3 separate regions of the Sus scrofa genome follow, and regions 1 and 3 are each linked to region 2. A link is a contact called in public promoter capture Hi-C data. All regions are on one chromosome and are shown on one strand. Each heading gives the region's core, a stretch centred on a gene start, on an enhancer-like site or on the middle of the called end of the contact. The rest is flanking DNA. Distances are from core to core; before and after follow the strand shown. Region 1 holds the start of ARL8B (ADP ribosylation factor like GTPase 8B). Region 2 holds the start of CRBN (protein cereblon). Region 3 holds the start of LOC100514009 (histone-lysine N-methyltransferase SETMAR).

Region 1 (4,285 bases), core at 593-3,092, 1.9 Mb before region 2:
AAAAGTTTGAATATGGACACTTAGCCCGAAGTTTTTCGTTATTAGTTTTTAGTGGTATCAAATACACATTCCATTTTTCTTGGCCTGTTAAAAAGAAAGTCATCTCAAGATACCCCCACCAAAAAGAGCCAAACAAGTAGCAAATGTTCTTTTTTTATTTTTATATGCAACATTCCTCAAAGGAAGTTTGTATTTCTGCTAATCTCTATCTCTCCAAGTCTTATTCATTCCTGTTGCTCTAAAACTGCAAGGACTAAGATCACAAGTTACACAAGCTGGTGTGTTCTCCAACAACGGAGGTATACTTGAATCATTCCTGTAACCAAACCAGTTGGACAGCTAGTCTCCTATTAAATAAGGATTGCACCCATCAGCTAAAGGGTGGAGGAACTACTGCCATCTCTCTTTGAAATGGCTCTAAAGTTCATCCCAGACAAGCACAAGCCCCTATCAGCGAAGACTGAGTCACAGGAACTCCTGGGCTCTAAATAAAGATTGAGGAGACTCTGTCGCGCTTATTCCTTCCCCAGCCAACCAAACAGGCAAAATTTAATCATCCTCTTTCCCCTCAACCACTGCTGAACAAACACCACATAGTATAGAGGTTCGCAGGGCAATTTCCCCTCCCAGATACCCATTCCCTGGGCGTCGAATAAACTCTGTTCCCATCCAGTCCCTTTCTCTCTCTTCAGTTAAGAAACACCATCACAAAACACCAACTCCTCTTTTTCAAAGTAGTTAACTTTACGCTGCCTGCAGATCCGTCTTATCCCGTACGTGAGAACTCTAGAAAAGCAGAGATTCCCCCAACTCCTTGATTTAATAAAAGCTGTACACTTGTAAGTCAACTGTACTTCAATTTAGAAATAAATGATAAATAAAATAAAAGCTGTCCACCACTGGGAAATGTCTCTCCCCAGCTTCCACCCGCCAGCGCAGCGCAATCAACTGGATCTTGGCCCCTAGGGGAACCGGTGAAAGCCAGTAACCGAATTACAGGGGACGGGCTGCCCACAGAATTCAGGAAGAAGCCCACACTGGTCCCGCGCGTTCCTCACAATGGGGCTCCTCGTCCCGAGTGGCTAGTTGAGAAAGGATCTCAATTTGTATGCATGCCTTCTCACGGAACAGCGAAACTCGCCACATCCCACCCTTCGGGAAAGTGACAAGCTGGAGTTAACCCTTCCGCCGCCCCTACAGATCAAACCCTAAGGAAACCCCCATCCCCCAAAGCGCCTTAAACACAAGTCCAATTCTAACCTTTCCAAGCCCAGGCGCCGATGAGGACGCGACGCTTCGAAGATGACCAAATGGAATTAACCCTTCAGCTGCCGACCCCAACACTCCACTTCATCTACCAACACGCGGGAAAACTCTAAATCTTGGCCCTCGGGGAGGTGACAGGCACGGCGTGCGCTGCACCGCACCCCACCCCCCCGCCGCCCCACATTACCTAGAGCTCCGCCGCGCGGAGGGGACCCCAGGACAGGCCCTTGGGCGGCTGCCGGGCGGACTCGCGGGCTTCTGCGCCCCGGGCGGGTTAGCAAGAGCACTCACCGCGATGACATTGACGAAAGTGGTCTTGCCCGAGTACTGCAGCCCCACGAGCGTCAGCTCCATCTCCTCCTTCCAAAAGAGCGAGCGGAACCAGTCCAGCAGGCGGGAGATGAGCGCCAGCATGATGGCGGTCGGGAGGGAAGACTGATGGGCAAGCGGGTGGGCAGCTGCGGCGACGAACTCCACACGAGCGGGCCTTGGCCCGGACCCCCCGCAACGGCTCCTCGGGGCCCCGGCGCGACGCTGGCGGACACAGGCGGGCGGCGACAGCAGAAGCCAGGAAGCCGAGCAGGTCATATGACTCGCCCTACCCCCAACGCGCGTCCCGGCGCCGCTGTAGGCATACACGGCAAGAGCGGCGGGGCCCGCAAGGCCAGGCGCGTGCGCCGCCTGCAGCGCCACCTGCTGAGACCTCCGCGCAGCAACGCCCTCCGGCCTTGGGCTCCCTTTCTACCACCCTCCTTAGCTAATTAATGCAGGTCAATTCACCACTCATTCTCTCTGTGATTGTTTATTTACAGTTAGCTACATGCAGAAAGACTTCACGACTTTGGAGGATTCAACACGAAAATCCCTGTCCTACAGAGCAAAAGATGGAAGCCACAAGTGTTTATCAGTAGGGAAGTGATTAAATAAACTCTGGTAAGTTCTCAAAAGGGACTAATTTAACAGCTATTAAAAAAAAAATAAAAATGAGGACTTCGCGTCATGGCGCAGTGGAAACAAATCCGACTAGGAACCATGAGGTTGCGGGTTGGATCCATGGCCTTGCTCAGAGATTTAAGGATCTGGTGTTGCTGTGAGCTGTGGTGTAAGTTGTAGACTTGGTTGGGAGCCTGTGTTGCGTTGCTGTGGCAGAGGCCCGCAGCTACAGCTCCGATTCAACCCCTAGACTCGGAACCTCCATATGTCACAGGTGCAGCCCTAAAAAGCAAAAAAAAAAAAAAAAAAAAAAGAATGATAAGCAGTGCTTCCTTGCCTGCCCGTTTGTACCTCCCACAAGCGTCATATCATAGTAAATCTATTTCTTGCCTATCAATAAATAAATAATAAAAATTTAAAAAGAATGAGAAAGTTCTGTATAAACTGATAAGAAATAATGTCCAGGAAATATTTTAAAGGAACATGAATGCAAGATGTCAACTATATATTAAATGACACTTTGGGTATAAGATGAAAAACAACAATATACATGTATATGTACAAATACATATATCTTTGCATAAAGAAATATTCAAAAACTAATAAAAATGATTTTATGGGGGGAAGGGGAAACTGGATGGTCATAGGCAGGAATGGAATGAGAAGTCTCTGAATATCTTTTATATAGTTTTCACTTTCAACCATGTAAATGAGTTGCCTGTTCAAAAGTTTAATTTAATTAAAAATTACATTAAAATATCTGCAAGGCTTTCAAATTAAAAGAAAATTCCTTCCCTGAGGAGCTTACATTCCAGATAAGTAAAAGATATAATACCATGCATACAACAAAGTGATTCAGTTTTATATATATACATATGTATGTGTATATATATATTATTCAGATTCTTGTAAATCAACTGTACTTCAATAAAAAATAAAATAATTTTTTTCTTTTTTTTGTCTTTTTAGGGCCATACGTGCGGCATATAGAGGTTCCCAGGCTAGGGGTCTAATCGGAGCTGTAGCTGCCAGCCTACACCAGAGCCACAGCAATGCAGGATCCCAGCCACATCTGCGACCTATACCACAGCTCACGGCAATGCAGATCCTTAACCCACTGAGCAAAGCCAGTGATTGAACCCGCAACCTCATGGTTCCTAGTTGGATTCGTTAACCACTGAGCCACCATGGGAACTCCCCAAAATTAAAAAAATTTAAAAGATACAATGCCATGTAGTACTGAGCATTATAAAGAAAACTGAACAAGAGAAGGATACAGGAGTGGCCCCTGTTTTAGTCAGGGTCAAAGTAGTTCCCTCAGAGAAGGAGGGCTTGGATGGGAAAACCTGAGAATGTGAGAAGCAGAGCAAGGCACACAGAAAGAAAAGCAAAGGCTCCAGAGGAGAAAGGTGTTCTAGGAAGAGAAAGACAGTGTGGTTAGTCCAGGTTAATAACAGAGGGAGTTGAAAGGAATACGGATGGAGAGAGAGTCAGGGACCTGAGGAAGTAAGGCTTGGTGGCCGTAGATCAAATTTTACTCTCACTGTGATGGGGAACTGGGAAAGTGAACCAATTTGTATTTTTAAAGGTTTGCTCAGGAGGGAGTTCCCTTTGTGGCTCAGCAGAAATGAATATGACTAGCATCCCATGAGGATGCAGGTTTAATCCCTGGCCTTGCTCAGTGGATTAAGATCTAGCATTGCTGTGAGAGTGTCTCAGATCCCACATGGCTGTGACTATGGTATAGGCCAGTGGCTACAGCTCCAACTTGAACCCCAGCCTGGGAACTTCCATATGCTGTGGGTGAAACCCTAAAAAGACAAAAAATAAAATAAAAATTAAAAGAATAAAAATAAAAGTTCACTCAGACAGCTCCTTGAAGAACTAGGTGTAGGAAGTCAAAATGGGTTGAATCCCCCCCCAACCCCCACACACACACTCAAGATAACTTGGAGTTCTAAACCCCCAGTACCTCAGAATGTGACCTTCTTTGGAAATAGGGCCACTGTAGATGTTATCAGTTTAGATGGTCTTAGTGGAGTATGGTTCGCCCTTCATCCAAAATGATTGGTGCCCTTAAAGGAAG
Region 2 (3,808 bases), core at 1,287-3,786:
TCAAAGACCTGGAAGATGTAAGGGAACAAGTTACACGTCTACATGAAGCAAAGGGAATGGCCAGTGCAAAGGCCCTGAGGTGGGGGGGGCCCCCACTTTGTTGTGTAACCCAGAGGCCAGAGGTGAGGGAAAGGAGTGAGAGCCTGGATGGTAGTAAGGGGAGGTCAGAGCAGGACCTGGGGGCCCACAGGCATCACAGGGCCTGGTGGACTCCCGTGAGGAGGTGGCTTACAGTGAGATGGGGAATGAAGAAGGGTCCTGGGCAGGGTGGTCGCATGGCCTGACTTTTGCTTTAAGGGAATCACTCTGGCTGCTTTGTTGAGAATGAACTTCAGCAGCCAAGGGTGGAAGCCAAAAAGACATTATTGAAGCTATTGCAATAATCCAGGCAAGAGATCACTGGCTGCTTAGATCAAGGTAGTAGTGTTCTTTAACACATTAAAAAACAAATATACAGTTAATACTGAAACCAGAAGGGAGCCAAAAATGTCTCTTCCCAGTATGTGTGTATCCCTTGCTACTAATACAGTGTAGAAGCCAGACATTAAAAGTGCAGTGAGGCTTTTTTGATTCGCAGTTTCTCTCATATAACATCAGCCTTAATTATATACTATTAAAGTTAATTCTTGAACTCTAAGACAAAAGTCTAGGAAACTGTAAGTTTCCTTTTTCCCTGGTTTGCGGAGCTCCTTATCAATGAACACAAGCAAGAAGAAGCGTGAGCCACTCAGTACGATACCTTCTTTCAGGATAAAGTTACCCAATTAAAAATAAATGGTAAATGGTTGTGTTTTCCTTTGGGATTTTAATAACCAGGGCTTAATCCAAGAAGCCTGCTTGCTGAGATGTTTTTGTTCCATGATCATTTGTTGTGACCCCTATTGTAAGACAGAGCTATGGATGACTGGGTAGGCTCTGGAAGGATGAAATGAAGGCGGGAGCAGATGGTGCAAGTGAATGGAGGCAAGAAGAAGGAGGTGAATGGGGACTGAAAGGTCCACAGATGGTAGCATCGGTGATCCTGGGGCCAAGCACAAAAGAAGAAAGAGGAGCAGTGCTTTTCTAGCCACATCTGCTGACCCTGCCAGGCTCACAGCTGTCGTTTCTTGCTTACAGGGTTCTTCGTTGACCAGGGTACAGGGCACTGTGCTGGTGCCATTTCTGGGGAGGACCTGGGAAGGTCAGAGCTTCCTTGTTTAGGGGCCAATTGTTTGCTATGTAAAGAAAGTTCTGCTGCAGGTAAGCACACTTCTTTGCAATTCTATAAACCATAGTGAGACTGATAATGTGTACATGTGTGTACCTGCTGTCACCCTTCTCCCCTCCCACCCCCTCCGCACACCCCAGCCATCCCCTCATTGTTCTATCTTTCTATCCTACATTTTCCTTTCTCTCATTCTGGCACAGAATCATCCTTTGCCTGACTAGAGCTATCACCTTAACTCGACTAAAACATCACAGTCACGTGTCCTATGTAATTGCCATTAACTGATAGCTTGTAATTGTTACTTATTATCAAAGGCAATGTTGTTATCTATACCACAGACATTATTCATTAGGAAAAACCTGGGACACTAGCCCATTCTCATTTTGGAAATGGGTAAACTGAGACAAGGCCACAGAGTGCTTGGGAGAACAGAGGTGAGAAAGACACAGAATGAATTCATTAGCCTCTCTCCCAAGGAGATTTTCATGTTTTAACTTTTCAGTAAGCAAATTTTTGGAATATTAAAAAAATATCAGATTCATCATTGTTTTCTTCAGAGCAATTCTGCTGCTTCTCACCCTTCCTCTCCCCACCATGTTTAGGTATTTTATTTCATTTAAGGGTGTTTCAGTTTCTTTCTTCGCTGAAGAGACGATGCTGAAAAGACACTAAGAAAACTTCTGTCCCTCCTCCATAGCAGAAACCTTACCAGTCACACACTCCACAGATCTAAGAGATTTATGTTTTTGCATTCTGTGGTCTTTTTCTTTCTTTCTTTTTTTTTTTTTTTTGCCATATAATGACTCATTTTTGCTCAGTTGCAGTAATAATGAGTATGCTCTTCTATATTCTGACAATCTCATTTGCCAATCATAAGCCTCTTCCCTTTGTGTCATCACCATTTCTTTTATTTGTTCCTGATTAATGCATGTTAATTTCGGGATATATGTGGAAACGACTTAAGATTGTTGAAAAGAAAACCAGCTATGACCCAACCGCCCTCGGAATAATTGGTGCATTTTTCCAGTCTTCATTTATATTGTTTTTATTTTGAGAACTGGAGCTAATGCTGTATAAACTGCTCTTTGCTCCCCGCCCCCCTCGTTAAGAGCGAGAGACTGAAGAATCTGAGCCTGTTTCCCCACGTGTGAGATGTGTGAGGGGTTGGAACAGGAGAGGAGTCTGTGCCCTGAGCGGCGGGCACCCAGTCCCCGATGGCGGTGGCCACCGCGCGCAGTCCCAGGAGGGACAGCCCCGCGGTGCCTTTCCAGGCCAGGCGGCGCGCTGCCTGCCCCACAGGCGCCGCCAGGGGGCGCTGTAGCCCGGGGCGCGGCGGCAGCAGCGCGGCGCGGACCCTCCCCCGGCTGCAGGGGAGCCGCCCTGTCCCAGGCTCCTCCGCGGGTAAACAGACATGGCCGGCGAGGGGGATCCGCAGGACGCTGCGCACGACATGGGCAATCACCTGCCGCTCCTACCTGGTAACCGCCTGGGGCCGGTTCCGGTCTGAGGGAGGGAGCGAGGCCCGAGCCACAGGGGGCGCGGCGGAGCCGGCAAGGTGGGCGGCGGGTGCGGAGCCGGTGGGACCGCGCCTGGAAGCGGCCGCTCCTCAGGCCGCCGGCCCGCAACAGAGTCACGGTGCTTCTCCCCGGCTCGGTCCCCGGTGTGGGGATTAGCGTTCGGGTGGCACGGAAGGGGGTTGCCTCTCCATCCTTCTTGGGTCCAGAACTTAGCTCGGATGAAATGGTCTGAAACTTGGTGTGGGAGAAGGGGGACTGGGGCACTTCGGCAGCCAAGACTTTTCCTGGACTTCTCCCCTTTGGTAAGAGTGACAGCTGACATGTATTAAGTGCTTAGCACGTCATCGACCCTGCAGTAAGCGCTCTGCAGGTGTTTCTCCGTTTAATCCTCCCCACATCACTTTTCTCAGCCCAATTTGGTTGCTGAGAAATGGATTGGCAGATCAGTTCATTGACTTGCCCAAGGTCACAGTTGCACAGCCAGGACTCTCATCCGAATCTGTAAGTCAGCGTAGCCCGGGTTTCTTAACCACTTCACTGCCCAGACGGTAATTGGTCTGTTTTTTGACGTGTAGTCCAAGCACACGGTAGAGTACGCTTAATTAGAGATACTTAGGCCAGTGATGTTGAACTCAGTTTTCTCTTTCCTGTATGTTTTGGGAATGTTTAGACAGTAGCCTTATGTCCGAATACTGGGCAGGAAAAAAAGCATGGAACAATTGTACCGTCATGACATGGAATGCTCTAGACAAGAGGTGCTTCCTAAGAGGTCTGTCAGCCAAACTGAGACTATTAGCTCAGTCCCTTCACTGTGTGCCAGGAAGTGTGTTAGGTGTCCTGGAGATTAAAAGAGGCATGATGCACAGCCCAGTATTTGAGGTTTATCATCTCTGTGAGGCTTCTGAAAACATAATAATCAGGAGGCCATTGATTTAGGCCAGGTAAGTAAAGGCTGTTACAGGTCCATGAGAGAGAGGGATTAGGGAAAACCCTGTGAGGTTAACTGGAGACATCCAAAAGTGTATAATTTAGGCTAGGCTTGCAGAAGAGAAGGCCTGGAGAGCAGGTTGGGTTGGAGTGTTGG
Region 3 (4,005 bases), core at 588-3,087, 1.2 Mb before region 2:
CGAAAGGCCACTTCACAGCTCGGGGGCACGTTCTGACCCGACTCAGAGCTCCCACTGTCCATCTAGACTGTCTTGCGCCTCGCAGAGGAAGCTGGGAGTTGGGTGCGGGGGCCCCATTGCCTCATGGGAGTCGTAGTTCTCTGTTACCACTGTCCTGTGGAGGCGTCTCCTCCCTCGACCCTCAGCTTCCCTCGACTTTTTGGTCTGGCTTGCTTTTTGTTTGGGGCCAGACGCAGTACCAATAATACAAAACCTTATAAGGTACAGAGGAAACTTTGGGAGCACGGAAGAAGTGCTTGGCTTTTTCATGTGAGCTCAGGGAGGGCGTAGAGGAGCGGTGGTTTGACCGGGTGTCCGAGGGCTTGGAGGTTTGCTGGCGTGGGGTAGGGGCGCGTCCTAAGCTCAGTGGGGTGGTACTCCTGGGTCTGAGGTTCTGGAAGTTGAGGGCCAGTTGCGGGGCGTGAGATGTGGTTTGCTATAGGGGCGGAATAGCCTGACCGGGCGTCAAGAGGCTGTGTGGGGTCCGCGCACTCCCTGACTGGGATTTCTGTTCCCTCTCTGCACCCCCTGCTCTGAGGAAACCAATCCTTGGCCCGCAGAGGGTTCTGGTAATTTCGAAATTGCTCAATTAGGTGGAATGTTATCAACCTTCCCAAAGCTCTGTGACCCGGTTGTTGTGACGCCTCCACGTGAAAGCCTCTCAGCGCAGCCAGTCTGGCCCCCTGTCCTAGGTGCGCTTGCCCTGCATACCAGCCGTCTCGCTCTCTTGTCCTGCTCTCTTGTCCTTTTCCTGCCGTACTCTGGCATGGGGGCGGGTGTCATTAGGGTTTCTGCCCCTGGTCCCATTCTCACCTCCACTGGGCATCCTCAGTAATACCATCTACTCTTACGCTTCAAATATCTTGTAAAGTACTAGGCTCCAGCCCAGACGGGAGATGGAGATCTGGTTTTGGATATCCAATCAATCATTGGACATTTCTGTTTTCTGTCTTACCTGAAGCTCGGGATCACAATGACCTGAGTTAATTTATTCGTCTGTGAATTTTCCTTTTCTTCATTTAAACTGGGAGAATAATCCGTCTATAATCTCCAGAGCTACCTGAAAGCAACACACGGAAGCATTTTCTTGAAACCCTTTCTCTCCTTAGAACGCCATGGCTAAGAATTTCCTGGCCAAATCTTGATTTTACTTTCATAATGTTTTTCATTTTCATTTCTTTTTAGGCTCTCATTTCTGGCTTGCACTCTTGGAGTGATTTCTACTCCCCAAACCCCCAATCTAATGTTCTCCATATCCCTAAATCACCTTACTGCTGGTTCTACAATGATCTTTGGAGCATACACATCCAATTATTATATCCTGCTGCTTAAAATCCTTTGTTTGCTCCTTGTTTATCTCAAAGTCTACCTATATTCTGGCTTATCAGGTCTGGAAGATCCAGCACCTACCTTTCTCTTCCTTCCTTCCTCCCTCCTCCCTTCTTCCCTTCCTTTCACTGCACTGGTGGCATGTGGAAATTCTGAGGCCAGAGATTAAACCCGCATCACGGCAATGACCCTGGCCAGTGTGGTGACAACACTGGATCCTGAACCTGCTGTGCTACAAGGGGACTCCAGACCCTACCTGTTTCTTTGGTCTATCTTTTGAGCCCCTTGCTCTATTTTTCCTTAACCGGTGGTATTGGGTTTCTGCTATCTTTGTTCACATTTTTCTCTGTCTCCAGTGCCTTTCCCCCATAATGTCGGTCCATTCAGCTCATGTCCCCTTCTCTATATCTTTACTGACCTTGTTTCCTATGTCATTGGTTACCCTTTTCTTTGTTCTCCCATTTTACTCTATGAGTGGTTTTCTCATAATCTCTGCAACTTTTTGGTATACTCATAGGCAGAGCTCTTCTATTGAGGTCATGAAAATTATTTATACATAGGAAGAGAGAAAGAAACAGGGAGATAGAAATGTTTCGTTTTAACTTAAATACACTTAACCCTTGAACAACATGGATTTGAACTGCCCAGGTCCACTTATATGTTTATTTTTTCCAGTAAATACCAGAGCGCTAAACAATTCAAAGTTGACTGAATCCATGGGTACAGAACCCTGGATATAGAGGGCTGACCATACAGTTAGTTGTATAGGGATTTTTCAACAGTATAGAGGGCTGGTACCCTTAACCCTTGCAATGTTCAAGGGTCAGTTGTAATTTTGGTATATATTTGCAAGTCTTTTGATGTAGGGCCAAGATTTTTGTTTGTTTTTGTTTTTGGTATATGGGTCTACTGATTAGAATTCCATGTCATGCTTACTTTGAGTTCCAGTTTGGGTGTCTCTAAAGTGGAACAGGAACTAAAAGATGCTGAAGCTATTTGAGCTCATGGTCTGTTTTTTTCTTCCCTCCAGTATTTTAAACTTTTCTTAAAGCTATATCAGTGGCAAAACATTTTTTTTAGTGACCTTCCTTTTTGTCAGGTTTTTCCAGAGTATGTTACTTAGTTTTCCTGGAAGGGAGCAACTTCTTGTACTCATAGTTCATCATCATTTCTTTACCTCTTATAATGAGTTATACCTGGCATTTAAGTGACTTAGTTCAGGCTGCTGTAACAGACGGCACATAGACTAGGTGGCTTAAACACCAGAGATTGATTTCTCAGAATTTTTGAGGCTGAAAATCTGGGATCAGGGTGCCAGCATGGTTGGCTTCTACGTGAAGGCCCTCTTCCTGGTTTGCAGACGGTTGGTTGTCTTCTCTTTGTATCCTAATGTGGGGGAAATAGAAAGGATTGGTTATCTTCTTCCCCTTATAAGGATAGTAATCCCATCATGGACGCTCTACACTCATGACCTGAAAGGTCCTACCTCCCAGGTCGAGCCACAGCCACCGTAGAAGCAACACCCAGTAGTTAGGCTGTGAGCCACAAGGGAAGTCTGGTCCCCCCTCCAGATATCATCAAAGTAGATCTTTAACATCTGAACTTTAGAGGGACAAAAACGTTTGTTCTGCAGCAAATAGGTTTGGGAATAGACACGTGGATCAGGCTTATCATGTGTATCCACAATCAGGTAAGAAAGTCACTTAATTTTGCACTGAAGTACACGCCTGATATAAACACCAATTTTTAAGAGCAGATTTAGAGGGAGGGAGATAAAGAATTTGATTTTATGTAAGAGGTACTAAGGAGTATTAGTAAGATACTAATAGAGTCTGGAATGATATGACATCACACATGTCTAAATTCATGGTTCTACTTGGCCAGTTTCTGACCATTGGCAATAATAGCTAACATTCACTGAGTTATTACTATGTGCCAGATACCATGTAAAAATTTTACATGCACTAATTCATTTAATTTTCTTAATAAATTACTTGAAACCTTATTGAAATTGTCCACCAAGGGTCATTTTAGATTCTCTTAAATATTCAGACTCAGAGGACTCTCATAATCTACACATGTTATTAGGTTCATTCTGAGGGTCACAACCTCCCAACAGAGAAGCTTCAGATATTCTTCTTTTGAAAGAATGCATGCAGTTAGTACACAGTAGGTTGTCATACATGAGGTTACAAAGCTGCCTTGGGGTGTTCTTCTTTGTCTTCTCAGAGGATGGCTCAAGTGAGGAGATCATCATTAATATGGCGTGGGATCATTCTGAATTAGAAGTCTTATACTTCATTGTATAAGACTTGTATAAGTCTTATACTTCATAGGCTTGAAAGTAGTCACCAAATAAATATTTTATCTGGAATGGCTGGGTACTTGCTCCTACTTAGGAGGTAATTACTTATGTAAGGCAATTGGCTATAGTATAATCAAGGGATGTAAGGAAAGTTAAGGTAAAGTGGAACTTTAACAGAAGGAAAGATTATTTATAGCTGGGAAGATCAAAGAAGGCTTCATGGAGAAGGGGCTACTTGCTATTGGCCTTGACTAATGAATAGGATTTAGGAAGACTAGGAAAGGGCATTGCAGGCAGAAGATGCAATGGGACTAAAGGGATAAAGAGAAGGG

What was found. Promoter capture Hi-C pulls out the DNA fragments that hold promoters and counts their contacts.
Region 1: a contact with region 2 is called in a promoter capture Hi-C map of liver, with 12 times the contacts expected there. The contact joins the promoter of ARL8B here to the promoter of CRBN in region 2. A contact is called at or near these places in 1 of 5 promoter capture datasets (liver) and 1 of 47 Hi-C or Micro-C datasets (liver).
Region 3: a contact with region 2 is called in a promoter capture Hi-C map of liver, with 5 times the contacts expected there. The contact joins the promoter of LOC100514009 here to the promoter of CRBN in region 2. A contact is called at or near these places in 2 of 5 promoter capture datasets (fetal skeletal muscle and liver), 1 of 47 Hi-C or Micro-C datasets (subcutaneous adipose tissue) and 2 of 2 datasets of contacts at active chromatin or transcription factors (alveolar macrophages and skeletal muscle).

What each region holds. Positions count from the first base shown.
Region 1 is chr13:61,638,240-61,642,524 of Sscrofa11.1, reverse strand. It overlaps ARL8B (ADP ribosylation factor like GTPase 8B), which reads right to left and starts at 1,842. Exons shown (of 8, transcript NM_001252214.1): 1 at 1,558-1,842. The coding sequence starts at 1,680.
Region 2 is chr13:59,756,504-59,760,311 of Sscrofa11.1, reverse strand. It overlaps CRBN (protein cereblon), which reads left to right and starts at 2,536. Exons shown (of 11, transcript XM_005669735.3): 1 at 2,536-2,685. The coding sequence starts at 2,619.
Region 3 is chr13:60,912,244-60,916,248 of Sscrofa11.1, reverse strand. LOC100514009 (histone-lysine N-methyltransferase SETMAR) reads right to left here and starts at 1,837. Exons shown (of 3, transcript XM_013981913.2): 1 at 1-1,837. All of the region lies in intron 1 of LOC110255178 (a long non-coding RNA gene), which reads left to right.